3 separate regions of the Mus musculus genome follow, and all the other regions are linked to region 2. The links are chromatin contacts, called in public ChIA-PET and promoter capture Hi-C maps. All regions are on one chromosome and are shown on one strand. Each heading gives the region's core, a stretch centred on a gene start, on an enhancer-like site or on the middle of the called end of the contact. The rest is flanking DNA. Distances are from core to core; before and after follow the strand shown.

Region 1 (4,089 bases), core at 593-3,092, 670 kb before region 2:
TTTCAGACAAAAGGAAAAACAACCTACACTGCAGAGAGCTACAGATAGCTACTGCCAGAGACTTCTAGAAAGAAGGAAGGAGGCAAGAAAAGCAAACTTCAATCTCTCTTTTCTCCTTGTTCTCTTCTCTTTTCCTAGCATTTCCTACCAAGTGAACCAACACAGAAGCTAGGACTGGGTGATGCAGTCTGTAGCCCTCGGCTTCTAGAACACAAAGCAACACAGCAGGAACACATCTAAGAGTCAGAGGAAAACAACCAGCATAGTGCAGCACCCCATCCTATAACTACCCACAAATTATCTATGTACGGGGTACTCGGAAGTTCAGCAGTATCACAGAAAGGCCTGGGCTAAAGGCAGAAGACCTGTGTTCACTTGTGATCACTGTGCCAGAGGGTTCTGCAATCTCCGTAAGCCAGAGAAACATCTAACCTGATCTTTATTGTTCTCTCTTCCTTCCTTCCTTCCTTCCTTCCTTCCTTCCTTCCTTCCTTCCTTCCTTCCTTCCTTCCTTCCTTCCTTCCTTCCTCCCTTCCTCCCTCCCTCCCTCCTTCCCTCCCTCCCTCCTTCCCTTCCTCTCTTTCTCGATCTCTTTCTTTCTTTCGACACTCAAACTGGCCTCAAACTCACCATTCCCCCCTAAGCCTTTAGAGTAGCTAGGACTGTAAGTTTGCATCACCATATCCATATCCAGTTGTTACATTCCTCCAATCAGCTGACACGTAGCAAGCTATCAATCAATACTTGTAGAACTAACACAGACACGATTTGAAAGAGTTCCTTCCTGGCATGAACATTAGTCAGCAGCTTGGGTGGCCTGATCGGAGTTCTGCAATTCTCCTGTGAACCTTTAAAAGCACTAACAGCCAGCTGGAAAGCAGTTGCTTAGGGTAGAGAAGGCTAGCACTTCCTGTCACACGGACTCTCCTGTGTTGGTGGCAACACAGGGCTCTTGATCCCTTAGAGACACAAGCTCCCTAAACTACGATGTTTATTCTAATTTTCACTTATTTTTACGTACTCTGGTGTTTTGCCTGCATGGATGTCTATGTGAAGATGTCAGATCCCCTGGAACTGGAATTACAGACAGTTGTGAGCTGCCCCGTGGGTTCCAGGAATTGAACTGGTGCACTCTGGAAGAACAGCCATTGCTCTTAACCGCTGAGACATCTCTCCAGCCCCAGAACTTTGTTTTAAATCCATGAATATTTCCTACACCTAGTAAACGAGCTCAGAGCCATGGCTTTATCTTTCATGCATCTTTTGTTACAGGATGTCCTTGTCCTGAGGAGGAAAAATTATCTATTGGCCTGAACGATGGACAGATTGGGTGGTTCAACTCCCCTGAAACTCTCCCTACACGCAGGTTCATTGTTAGAAAAGAAAAGAAGAGAAACAGAAGGGAAAGTAAGGGTATAGCAGAAAAGTGGGGACATAGCTCTCAGAGGAAAAGTGAGGCAGTCTTTCTGGGCAGGCTGGCATCCATGCACACACATCTGAACAGCAGGCCAGTTGGTCCATCACCCTTCAAGTCTTGGGTACAAAGGACCTGTGGGTTTGTCTCTGGCTTTTTTATAGTTTGCACCACAAGTTTAGAAAGCAAAGCCGTCGTTATGCTTCAGCATTGCATTTGGAAGCAAAGAGCACTCAGGATACTTACGAGTATGGCTTCGCTTCACCAAGAATACAGCGAGCAGAGGTAACAGGAGCATCATCAACCCGTGCTGAAGTCCTTTGCTTTTCCGATTTTTTTTTTTAACCTCAGACAGTGACAGACCCCTGATGAATCTTTTGAGAACTTGTACTCTACCGACTTACTTACACTTGGTAACTGAGCACTGTGGGGTGGGACAGGGGGAAGCATTCTCCAGTAAGAACTGGTAAATATATCTGGTGTCATTAGTTGCTAGGTAGAATAGAGACTTACAAAAATGAAAGCAATAAACATTAACCCCTTGTGGGTTTCAGACTCAGCTTGCTCCTGTCTTCTCTTCATCCAGTTCCCAACTGTAGCTCAATTACATGAAAGGTATAGGGAAGCAAAAATTAATGACATGGGTAATTTATTGCCTTTGGTTCTTTCTTGGAGTTTAGATTTTTAACCAAGGGACAAAGGAAATTGCACCCTGGGTTCTAAGATTTGGAACTCCCTGCTCAGTATGATTTTCCCATCCGTCTCAGATAGCATGTACCATTTAGAATGCCCTGTAATTTTTTTATTTATATCTGTCTTTCCTGTATTTTTTTTTTTTACCTAGAACAATAGACCCCAAACATCCCTGTTGAATCATGAAAAGAAAAGGCCTATGGGAGACTCTGAGGGGTCGCCACTCATCTTTCAAGGAAAGCAATCTCCAACCTATGGTCACATTGTTGTTAGAAGCACATGACAAGTTAGGAAACAGCAGCTGAGGCTGTTCAGGGAGCTGGGGAACAGGTCTAGACAGGAAAGAGGAAGTACAGGATAGAGAGAAGAATGGGGAAAAGGCAGGCTTTGGCTTGGGGTCAGGCACCATGCTTGATTTGACATGGTCAAATCTCTTTGACATGGGGCAGAATCACAGACTGCACCATGGCTGGACAGCTTCCCCTTTAAAAGAAATCTGTGTATTCCACAGGACTGTTGACTCAGTGAGGTTGTTTATTACGCAGGAAGAGGGGATAGGAGAATCAAACCCCTGGTTTCCTTCAGAGGTGAGTTGAGTGATGGCCCACTCTAAAAGCTCAGAACCCGTGAATACAACACACTTTATATGGCATAAGGGACTTTGCAGGTCCCGTTGATTTAAAGACGCAGAGATGGAGAGATGATCCTGGACCTGGCAGAACCAATCTAATCACGAGGGTCCCTATTTCAGGAAGGCAGAGGGTCAGAATCTGGGAAGGGTCTGTGACAGCAGATGCATTACTGAAGAGGGCATGAGCTAAGGAGTGCAGGAGGCCCCTGGACCTGGAATGAGAAGGTTACAGACCATACCCCAGAACCTCTAGAAAGAATGCATGTGTCAAAAGCTGGGTTTTTGTTTGTTTGTTTGTTTTGTTTTTGTTGTTGGTGGTGTTTTGTTTAGTCTTGTTTTGTTTTTTCACCATAAGACCTGTCTTCAGAACTGTGGCCTCCTAAATGATTGGAGAGAAAATATATATTGTTTGCAGCCACCTAATTTTTGCTTTCTATGAGAGTGGAAAACGTAGGCATGTCTTCCTTTCCCCACAAAAAGCTAAAAGAAATTATTTGATGGCCTCTTTTCAGATGCTTGCATCTCTTTTTTCCTTTCCTTCCTCTTTTGTTTTTTCCCTTGGCTATTCATCTAGCAAATATAGGTATCCATGTGCCCCTCACAGAGACCCCTGTTGCTGCTCCATGATGCTTGCACGCTGTGCCAATGTATTTGCTCCTTTGGGTTTTTGGATTTTTTTTTCCTGTTAATAGCTTGTTCCCCAGATTTCATGCTGTACTCTTAAAAAGGAAACATGAAAAGTGTGGGTAGCTTAAAATCGCTTTATCTAATTGCAAGCTAGTGAAAGGTAGGAAGGCAGAGGACACCATTCCTGATATATTTTAGTATATGCTTCTTTGGTGATTTTATTGTGGATATGCATGTAGGTATATGTATGTGAGGTTCTCTCTCTCTCTCTCTTTTTGTTTTTGTTTTTTTCGAGACAGGGTTTCTCTGTATAGCCCTGGCTGTCCTGGAACTCACTTTGTAGACCAGGCTGGCCTCGAACTCAGAAATCTGCCTGCCTCTGCCTCCCAAGAGCTGGGATTAAAGGCGTGCGCCACCATGCCTGGCTTGAGGTTCTCTTTTTTAAAAGGGGTTTCATGTTCTAATCCTATTTTGTAAATTATTTCTCAAATGTATATTTGCCAAAACAGATATACATATTAATGGTATAACTTTACAAGTACTTCTATTTTTTCCCTCATTACATTTTTGAGATTATAAATTGATGACATAATTCCTCCCTTCCCTTTCCTCTCTCCAAACTCTCCCATATATCCCTTTCTGCTCTATTTCAAATTCATGGCCTTTATTTATTTATTTATTTATTTATTTATTCATGGTTTTTTGGTTTTTCTAGATAGGGTTT
Region 2 (4,200 bases), core at 1,099-3,598:
CTTCCACAAGTTAAGATTTGCTTTTGTTTTTCTTTTCGGAGAAGGACTGTCGCTCCCTGCAAGACCCTTTTTGGAAATGTTCGTATATAAACAGGCTGTGTCAGTGCCTGGCTATGCAGCTCACAGGAGAACTCCGGGTTGCGAGAGGCCAAGCATGTGAGTCAGCTGGAAGCTAATCTTTCCCTTTAGCCCTCTTAAAATGCAAGCACCTATTCTAGAGCGAGCCCATATGTTGCCCTTAGAGACCTCTTAAGAGACTCAACTTAGAAACAGATGGGGGACTTTTCTGATGTCTGGGCCTGCACTGTTCTGGCATGACTTGCCCTCAGTGTTTCAGCTCCAGAGCCCACATTCTTTCTCCCTCTTGCCCTGACCAAATGTGCTGACATCATTAAAATAGTGTGAAGGACCCGTCACACGGATGATGGGGACGGAGAGGCATGTGGGTTAAGTATAAATTGGAAGCAAGGGAAAAGAGCTTCTAGGTGCGGCTAAAACTTATTTTGGGGGACAGGCAGTGGTGGCACCCAAGAGGTAGAGGCAGGTGGATCTCTGTGAGTTGAAGGTCAACCTGGTCTACAGAGTGAGTTCCCAGACAGCCAGGGCTACACAGAGAAATCCTGTCTTGAAGAAAAAAAAAAATTTTTTTTTTTTTTGAAAACTACACACCATTCCATGAGACCACTTCAGTAAGCACTTTGCCAGCCGCTCAGGGGAGGGGGAGATGAAGTCCAAGATGACCTTGGACAAAGGCGCTCTTTACACCCATCTGAGCTTGTGGAGAACCATCAACTACACAGGAGAGGGGCTGAGGGGCTAGTTTTCCTGTCTCTAGAACGCCTGGCCCTAACTAAGACACAGTTTTCTCATCCAACTATTACTTCGGGTTAAGAGCTCTGCTAGTCCCCTGCCTGGCACCACAAACTAGGAAACACACTCATCAGAGAAGTGACAAAGTCAGGAACCAGTCCCCACAACCATGCCACTCCTGCTCCCCACCCCTCCCCTTACCCACCCCCAGCACCCTTGACTTGAGTTAGAAAGATGTGTGTATAGCAGGGAATCTTTAAGCTGTAGAGAGGAAATTCTGTCGTGTCCACAGTACAGAGTCTACTATTTAAGCACTTGGTCTATAATAATTACCATTATTATGTTCCCTCATCTGCAAGTCTTAATTTTTCAATATTTTAACATTCCTATAATACAGCACACTTTAAAAATCCCTATACGTTTGGTGGTTTTCTTATCCTGCTACCCCTTAGGCTGTAATTAAATGAAGAGTGGGTCCCGTAATTGGCATTTTAGAATGGAGGAATAGCCAGACCAGTGACTGGAGCATGGAGCACGGGCCAATCACACACCACAGGCATACATATAGTTTAGTCTCATGGGCTTAAAGGCTAAGGTCTAAGCGAGTCCAGACCCAAGGAGAAGAGAAATAAGAATGTGGCCTGGAAGCTAAGGTGCTAGAGGTAGCAGGTCAAGAGAAGCCTGGACTGGACAGGCAAAGAGGAAAACCACCCGATGAAGACAGACATCTACCTCATAGGTAAGGATGAGAAAGGAAATGTGTATACCAACTATGTAACTTGCCACGGGGGGTGGAGAAAAGTGGTGGGGGCGGTAGAATGAATGCCAACTCTCTATCCAGCACTGTTCCACCTCGACTACTAGGGAAGTTGGCAAGAAGGGATCCCTGGATGAGGAAGGAGGCTGCTACAAAGCTGGATTGGAGAAAGGCTCAGAGAAGAGCACAGGGAACAAGAAAACCCTCTCGAAGGATAGAGACAAAGACTTGTCAGAGGAAGACGCAGGAGCAGAGGACTGAGGGGACGCGGCCAGGGAGAACTTAAAGGCTATGGATTGGGGGAGGGGAGGGACTGCGATGGACCAAGGAAGCCGCGAGGGAGGGGACGAGCTAGCGGGACGGTTGGCAGGACCTGCCGGTGGGTCGGGGAAGGCCTCCACTTCTCACCTTTCACGTCGTTAGCAAGCTCCTTCCACGTCGGGGCGAAGGCGATGCAGTGGCCACACCAGGAGGCGAAGAACTCCACCGCCCAGGCGCTGCTGGAGCCGAGCACAGTGGGACGCACCGAATCAGCATCCAGCAGCGTCAGCGGGTCAGAGGACGAGTAGAGCACTGAGAGCCGGGCCGCGTAAGCGCCGGGCCCCGAGAAGAGCAGAGGCGAGAGCAGCAGCAGTAGTAGCAGCAGCGATGGCGGCCCCGAGAGGCGGCCGCACCTCCTCATCCTAGGCGGCTTGAATGTCCACCTCCTTCAAGTTTGTGACTAGTCAGTATCCGGAGCCTGCCGCGCACCAACAGCCTCCGCCCCGGAGGAGGAGGAGGAGCTAAGAGGCTCCGCCCCGAGGCGGGGCCGACTCCCGGGACCGCCCCTGCGAGCGTGTGAGCTGCCAGAGCCGGGGTCCCGGTGCTGGTGGGCGCTCCGCGGTTCCCATCCCCCGGCGAGCCAGACCTCCGAGCTGGGTCCGGAAACGAGTGCCGCCCGGGACCTCAGGCCGCACTCGAGGTCGTTGAGGGGGCCGGGGCAACGTTTGGCCGCTCTCGGCCCCCGTATCCTACGGAAGCGGAGTCCGTTGGCATAGTCGTTACAGATTTATCTTGTTCCTGGAAAGTTCCAGGGGGCTCCTTCTCGCAGTTTTCACATTGGGAATTCGAAGTAGGTGGGAGAAAAGAGCCAGGAGGTAGGACATTGTGATTGTCAAGGCCCACAGGAGCCAGAAGCACGCACGCCTCCGGAGGCCCCACCGTCTAGGGAGCTATTGCTGGAGGGCTTCCTACGAGGGGACAGGACGCCCTCTCCCACAGTTGGCTGGGCTCTGCTGCCTTGGAGTCAAGGTTTCTTTGGCATTGACATCCCTCCACCCTTTGTTGGGTTGATTCCTTCAGGTTGGACTCCCTCCCCACAGCTCAGATGCTATATTGCCCTCAGCCTACTCAGCCTCATGCTCCTATGTTCTCTCAAGTATCCGGATCAACTAAGCTTGTGTCCACAAGTAAGAAAGTGATAGTGAATTTTCCTATGGCCACCTTTTGTACCTCGGGTGCCTTGTGAGATATCTTGAAGTGAATAGGTCATCCTCAGAATTGTCACACTGGCCTTTTTCTTTTGTATCTCTGGATTAGTTAGCCCTCTCTGTGACCCCTTGGCCTAGCCCTTAAGGTGTGTTACTCCTTTCCTTCATAAGAAACTGAGTAACGTCTCTGTGCCAGTCATGCACCAGATATTAAGAATGAGGTGATAAAAGACTGAGGGGTGTGGAACTTACAATGGGGACAGATGGTATGCAAGTGAATGTAGGTTGACTGATGACAAATATCAAGGGGAGCTATGGTTATAATAGGAGGTGGTCAGGGACAGGGACATCTGATATTTGAAGGGACCGACCGAGTCAGTAATACCGCTGAAGACCAAATACAGGTTTGTAATCTTAAAAAATAACAAACCAAAGGGCATGGTGGGGCATGTCTAAAGCCTCAGATACTCTGTAGGCTGGGATGGAACAATATGAATGCCAGGCCAACTTGGGCTACATAGTGTCTCAAAAATAAAAACAACCAAATTATTATATAAATTTCTTATCCTTTTATCTAGATCTTTCTGATAATCTGAAAACCAGTTTCTTTTTTCTGGAGTTCTTGAATTCCCCCAAGATGTCCAGTAGAGTTTGTTGGCTTTGAGGGTAACTGGTTCCTGCCTTCCTCGTTTCCCTCCTGTTTCCACTCTGTTGTATTCCATTATGGGCACAATTTTAACAGCCTTCTTTGCATATCTGAGCCTCGCACACGCTTCCTAGAAAGAGAGACCTTGGGAAAGGGTCAGAGCAGGCTATGTGTCTAAGTGCTGCCTGTTGCTAGAAAGGCAGCATTTTAGGGTCTCAGGTGTTGGAAGCATAATTTTAAGTCTGTTGGCATATGGGCTGTTTGTTTTTGAGGCAGGCCTATTATGTAACTTTGGCTATTCTGGAGCTCACTGTGTAGCCCAGAATGGCCTTGAACTCACAGAGATAATCCTGCCTCTGCCTCTCAAATGCTGGGATTAAAGGCATGTGTTACCTACCATCACCACCCCTGGCACAATTGGGGTTCTAGCTCTGTGGAAACCAGGTAGCTGAAAGATGAGAACCCCAAGGTTGGGCATGGGGTGTTCAAATTTTAAGGAAGTTCTTATGAGGAAACAC
Region 3 (3,892 bases), core at 516-3,015, 610 kb after region 2:
AACACAACTTCTGCTCACCAAACACTTAACAAAGTGAATTTTAAAAAAGGGATTGTGACCCCAAACATGATAGGTATGTATATACAAACCTTTGGGGCTTTAGGTTTCTTCACAGGCAGTAAGCTTTCAGGACAGGGACCGGCATTAGCTGCATAGTTCAGAGAGAGAAGAACTTCCTCGGGGATTCTGTAGTCATTCTGAAGGGGAGGAAGGGGTTTGAGGTGGTTCACCATGGATTTTTTCTCCTTTAGCTCAGGAAGCCCTAAGGAAGTATTAGGAAAGACAAACTTTTAATGGAGTGTTCCGGGGAGTTAAAGTTTCCCAGACTGCCTCAGCAGTATCCTGTGTTTCTAACAAGAAGGGTGCCTCTAGCAGAGGAGCCCAGCTACAAAGAATACTTAAAGCAGGAGTAGCTAGAAGGGTGGAGGGAAGAGTGGAAGGGGGATGTGAGAACATGCAGAGAGATACAAAGTAAAAGGCCTGGGTTACACAGAGTGAGTGTACAGCCAACCCAAGCCCCAACCCCTCCACTGCCCTGCAACATAAATAGTGAATAGGTAGCTAGCTCAGGATAGAGTGCTTGCTTAGTGTAAGTCCTTGAGTTGAATCCGTACCTCCTTGAGTTGATGATGGAACTGTAGCAAAATATAAATAAGAAACAACCCAAAAAGCTCTGTGACCTTAAGACTGGAGATAGCCTCAGTCTGATGAGCAAGAGTGAGACGGTGACTGCCTTGATTCTTATTCTGGTACAGGTTCTACATTTATCATTACGTCTTTTTACATTTTTCTTGAAACAGGGTCTCACTATGTAGCTCCCACTAGCCTGGAATTTACTATGTAGACCAGGCTGACCTCAAATTCACAGAGATCACCTGCCTCTGCCTTCCAAGACACAGCCCCAAGGATGGAAATCTTAAGGAATCTCAAAAAACATCTTGAATCTTATACAAATAGGCATATTGAACTAAGTTATGTTTTTCTTATCCACATAACTATGTTTTTAAAGCTCCCTTGAAGTCAGAGAAGAAGCAACCAAACTTCATATAGCTATTAGTATTTAAATGAAGATGAAACAGTATTCTGACTTGGTGAGTGTTCAGGCTGGCTAAGGAGAAAGGGAGAACGGATTGCAAATTCTTTCAGTAGCCCTAATGGTTCTGTCCACGGCATCCTTAAGTTTACCTTTTGCCTCCTTGACTACATAGAGTTTTGCCTGTTTGGACTCAGATGTTGATGGGGAGGTCAGCGAAGTGTCCGACACTTTGTGGAGAGACATAATAATCAATGCCTGGGATCACTCTCAGAACTATTAATCCTCCAAAAAATTAATTCAAAAACAAATCAAAATCGTGTTCAGACTTTCAAGCTGTCCATAATTCTGTAGGCAAAACAAAGCAAATGAACAGAGAGATCTCTTGAGTGTTTGTGTTCAGACTGAATTTCAGAATTCATCTGGCGTGGTTTCCTTTCTTTGGGGAGCCCTCTAAGATAACTTGACATGACAGAGATGGGGTATGGGTGGGTCAGAGTCAGGGCCCAGCCCGGGAAAGTCAGGCTCCGCCTCCCTACAGACTGCGGGCGGGTCAGCGCGACCCAGCTCCGCGGGCGCGAGTGGGGCGGGGCTCCCACGGTTCTTTCAGCAAAGTCCTAGGACTGCACTGTAGGAGTGCACGACACCGGCCGCTGTACCCACAAGTTGTGTTTGCCGCCTGGCGTCGGAAGGCCATCCCTTTTCCGGAACGCCCTGCGTCGTCATAGCAACGCAGCACATTTCTGCCCCCCCCCCCACGCTCCCCGCTCCCCCCCCGTCCTAGCAACTTGCGGGCCGAGCCGCCTCCGGCAGAGCCGTCAAAAGAAAAGAGATGAAAAGGAGTCTCTACACTCTCTAGAAGTTTCCGTGTGTTTTTAGTCATGGGTAGTAGCAATAAGGAAGAATATTGAATCGGGTTGTTGTCTCGGAATGGGATAGGCTCTCGAAACCGCGCTTCCGGGTGCAGACTGCGCAAGCGCAGACCTGCGCCGGTAGAGACTCCCCGGGCCCTGCCCTTGCAGAGAGGGTGATGTAGCAATGAGACCTTCTGCTCTTGAATCTGTTCAGGGCTAGCATAATCTATGAGTTCTGAATCCGCCAGGGAAACTTAGTGACAACCTTGTCTCAAAAAGAGAGGAGGAGGAGTAAACTAGCAAACAGCCTAGTTCTGTTGTTCAAGTCACTTCTATGCACTCAGTTCGTGTTCGTAAGTGCGGTTCATCTTAGTGTCAGGTAGCTTTCTATGCCAACAGTAGCTGAAGGAGAAGACAAATACCTGAGCAGGACTTTCTCACCTAGGCTAATGGAGGTTACAAAGAAAGAAATGGGCCCCAATTTGCATTTGCAGTAGCATCGGCTCTCTAGCATTCTCTCTAAAGAATCTACTGATTGTAGGAGCAAGCACATCATGATCAGTAGTTGGCAACAATCTTCCCATTGACGCGCCTATGGAAACGAGCACAGAGTAACTCTGCTCACCCTGCATGACCTAACTGTTGCCACCCATTCCTGCAGTGCAAGGGAGATGGGAGAAATCTCTTCAGAGATTGTGTCCATTTATTGAATCAAATGGCTATTCATTGTCGTGCAGGGGCAAAGGACAGCATGGTGGGGGGGTGGGGGGGGGTGTCGGTTTATGAAGGTTTAGGGTCCACTTGGACTCAAGTTAACCAAGACTGTGCATCTGGCTTGTGACGTTGATAAAACAGTTTGTAGATTGAACAAGAGAAAGCTCTTGTGGGTGTGCCACACTCACGGTTGGCATGACTGCTCACTTTGATTTTATACTTTTAATTCTTTTAGGTTATGTATATGTGCTTATTGTGTGTGAGGGAAGATGCCCCAGAGAAGAGGGAATCAGACCCCCTGGAGTTACAGGTGGTTGTGAGCCACCTGACATGGGTTCTAGGAACCAAATTCAGGTTATCTGCAAGAGCAGTCTGCCCTCTTAGCTACTAAACCATCTCTCCAGCCCCCAAATGTTGGTTTTAAATAATGCTGTTAGAATTGCAGGCTTGAGTTTCATTTTTAATGACAACAAAATCATTAAATGGTGGAATGTGGTGGATGGAACACACTTTGTAACCCCGGCACTGGAGAGATGGAGGCAGGAGGATCAGGAGTTCAAGCCTATCTTTGGCTACATAATGAATTTTAGACCAGCCTGGGCTACATGAGAAAGGAAAAAAAAATCTTAAATTTTAATTGAGATCAGCATATTTGTGCAAAGCTGTGTTCTCAGCATCGGTGTTTATATCAATTTAAAAACAAAACTTTGTACTGGAGAGATGGTTCAGCAGTTAAGAGCACTGATTGCTTTTCCAGAGGTCCTGAGTTCAGTTCCCAGCAACCACATGGTGGCTCACAACCATCTGTAATAGAATTTGATGCCCTCTTCTGGTGTGTCTGAAGACAGTGACAGTGCACTTATTTATATAATAAAATAAATAAATCTTAAAAACAAACAAACAAACTTTGAAGATGCTCTACATCCTGCACTATTAACATTCAGTCAGGATCTAGAAACCCAATGTAAAAATAAAATCGGCTAAGCATGGTAGTACATTCCTTAAGTCCCAGCCCTCGGGAGGTAGGGGTGGATCTTTGCGAGTTCCAGGCCACACATAAAACAAAACAAAACAACAACAACAACAACAAAAAACAAACAAACACTCCAGAGAAAAGGAGCCATGAGCGGAAAAGCTTAGGCATTCTGCTACAGAGCCCGACAGCTATGGAAACTCTCTGAGCTTTGAAATGTCTGATGAGGAGTCACTGTGCAAGCAGGGAGCGCTCACTCAGTATGTGGGAGGGAACAGGGACCTTCAACAACCGCTCCAGGGCCTTTCGAAAGTCACT

Evidence for each region. Promoter capture Hi-C pulls out the DNA fragments that hold promoters and counts their contacts. ChIA-PET counts read pairs in DNA pulled down with a chosen protein or histone mark.
Region 1: a contact with region 2 is called in an RNA polymerase II ChIA-PET map of memory CD8 T cells, with 7 read pairs. The contact joins the promoter of Mr1 here to the promoter of Qsox1 in region 2. A contact is called at or near these places in 2 of 115 datasets of contacts at active chromatin or transcription factors (memory CD8 T cells and pancreatic cancer cells).
Region 3: a contact with region 2 is called in a promoter capture Hi-C map of embryonic stem cells, with 4 times the contacts expected there. The contact joins the promoter of Axdnd1 here to the promoter of Qsox1 in region 2. A contact is called at or near these places in 4 of 39 promoter capture datasets (embryonic stem cells, hippocampal neurons, pre-B cells and 1 more) and 1 of 9 other capture datasets (adipose tissue).

Annotation. Positions count from the first base shown.
Region 1 is chr1:155,144,972-155,149,060 of GRCm38.p6, forward strand. It overlaps Mr1 (major histocompatibility complex, class I-related), which reads right to left and starts at 1,843. Exons shown (of 6, transcript NM_008209.5): 1 at 1,661-1,843. The coding sequence starts at 1,715.
Region 2 is chr1:155,810,551-155,814,750 of GRCm38.p6, forward strand. It overlaps Qsox1 (quiescin Q6 sulfhydryl oxidase 1), which reads right to left and starts at 2,349. Exons shown (of 12, transcript NM_001024945.1): 1 at 1,976-2,349. The coding sequence starts at 2,249.
Region 3 is chr1:156,419,150-156,423,041 of GRCm38.p6, forward strand. Axdnd1 (axonemal dynein light chain domain containing 1) reads right to left here and starts at 1,766. Exons shown (of 26, transcript NM_001346967.1): 1 at 1,697-1,766; 2 at 1,186-1,381; 3 at 90-262. The coding sequence starts at 1,279.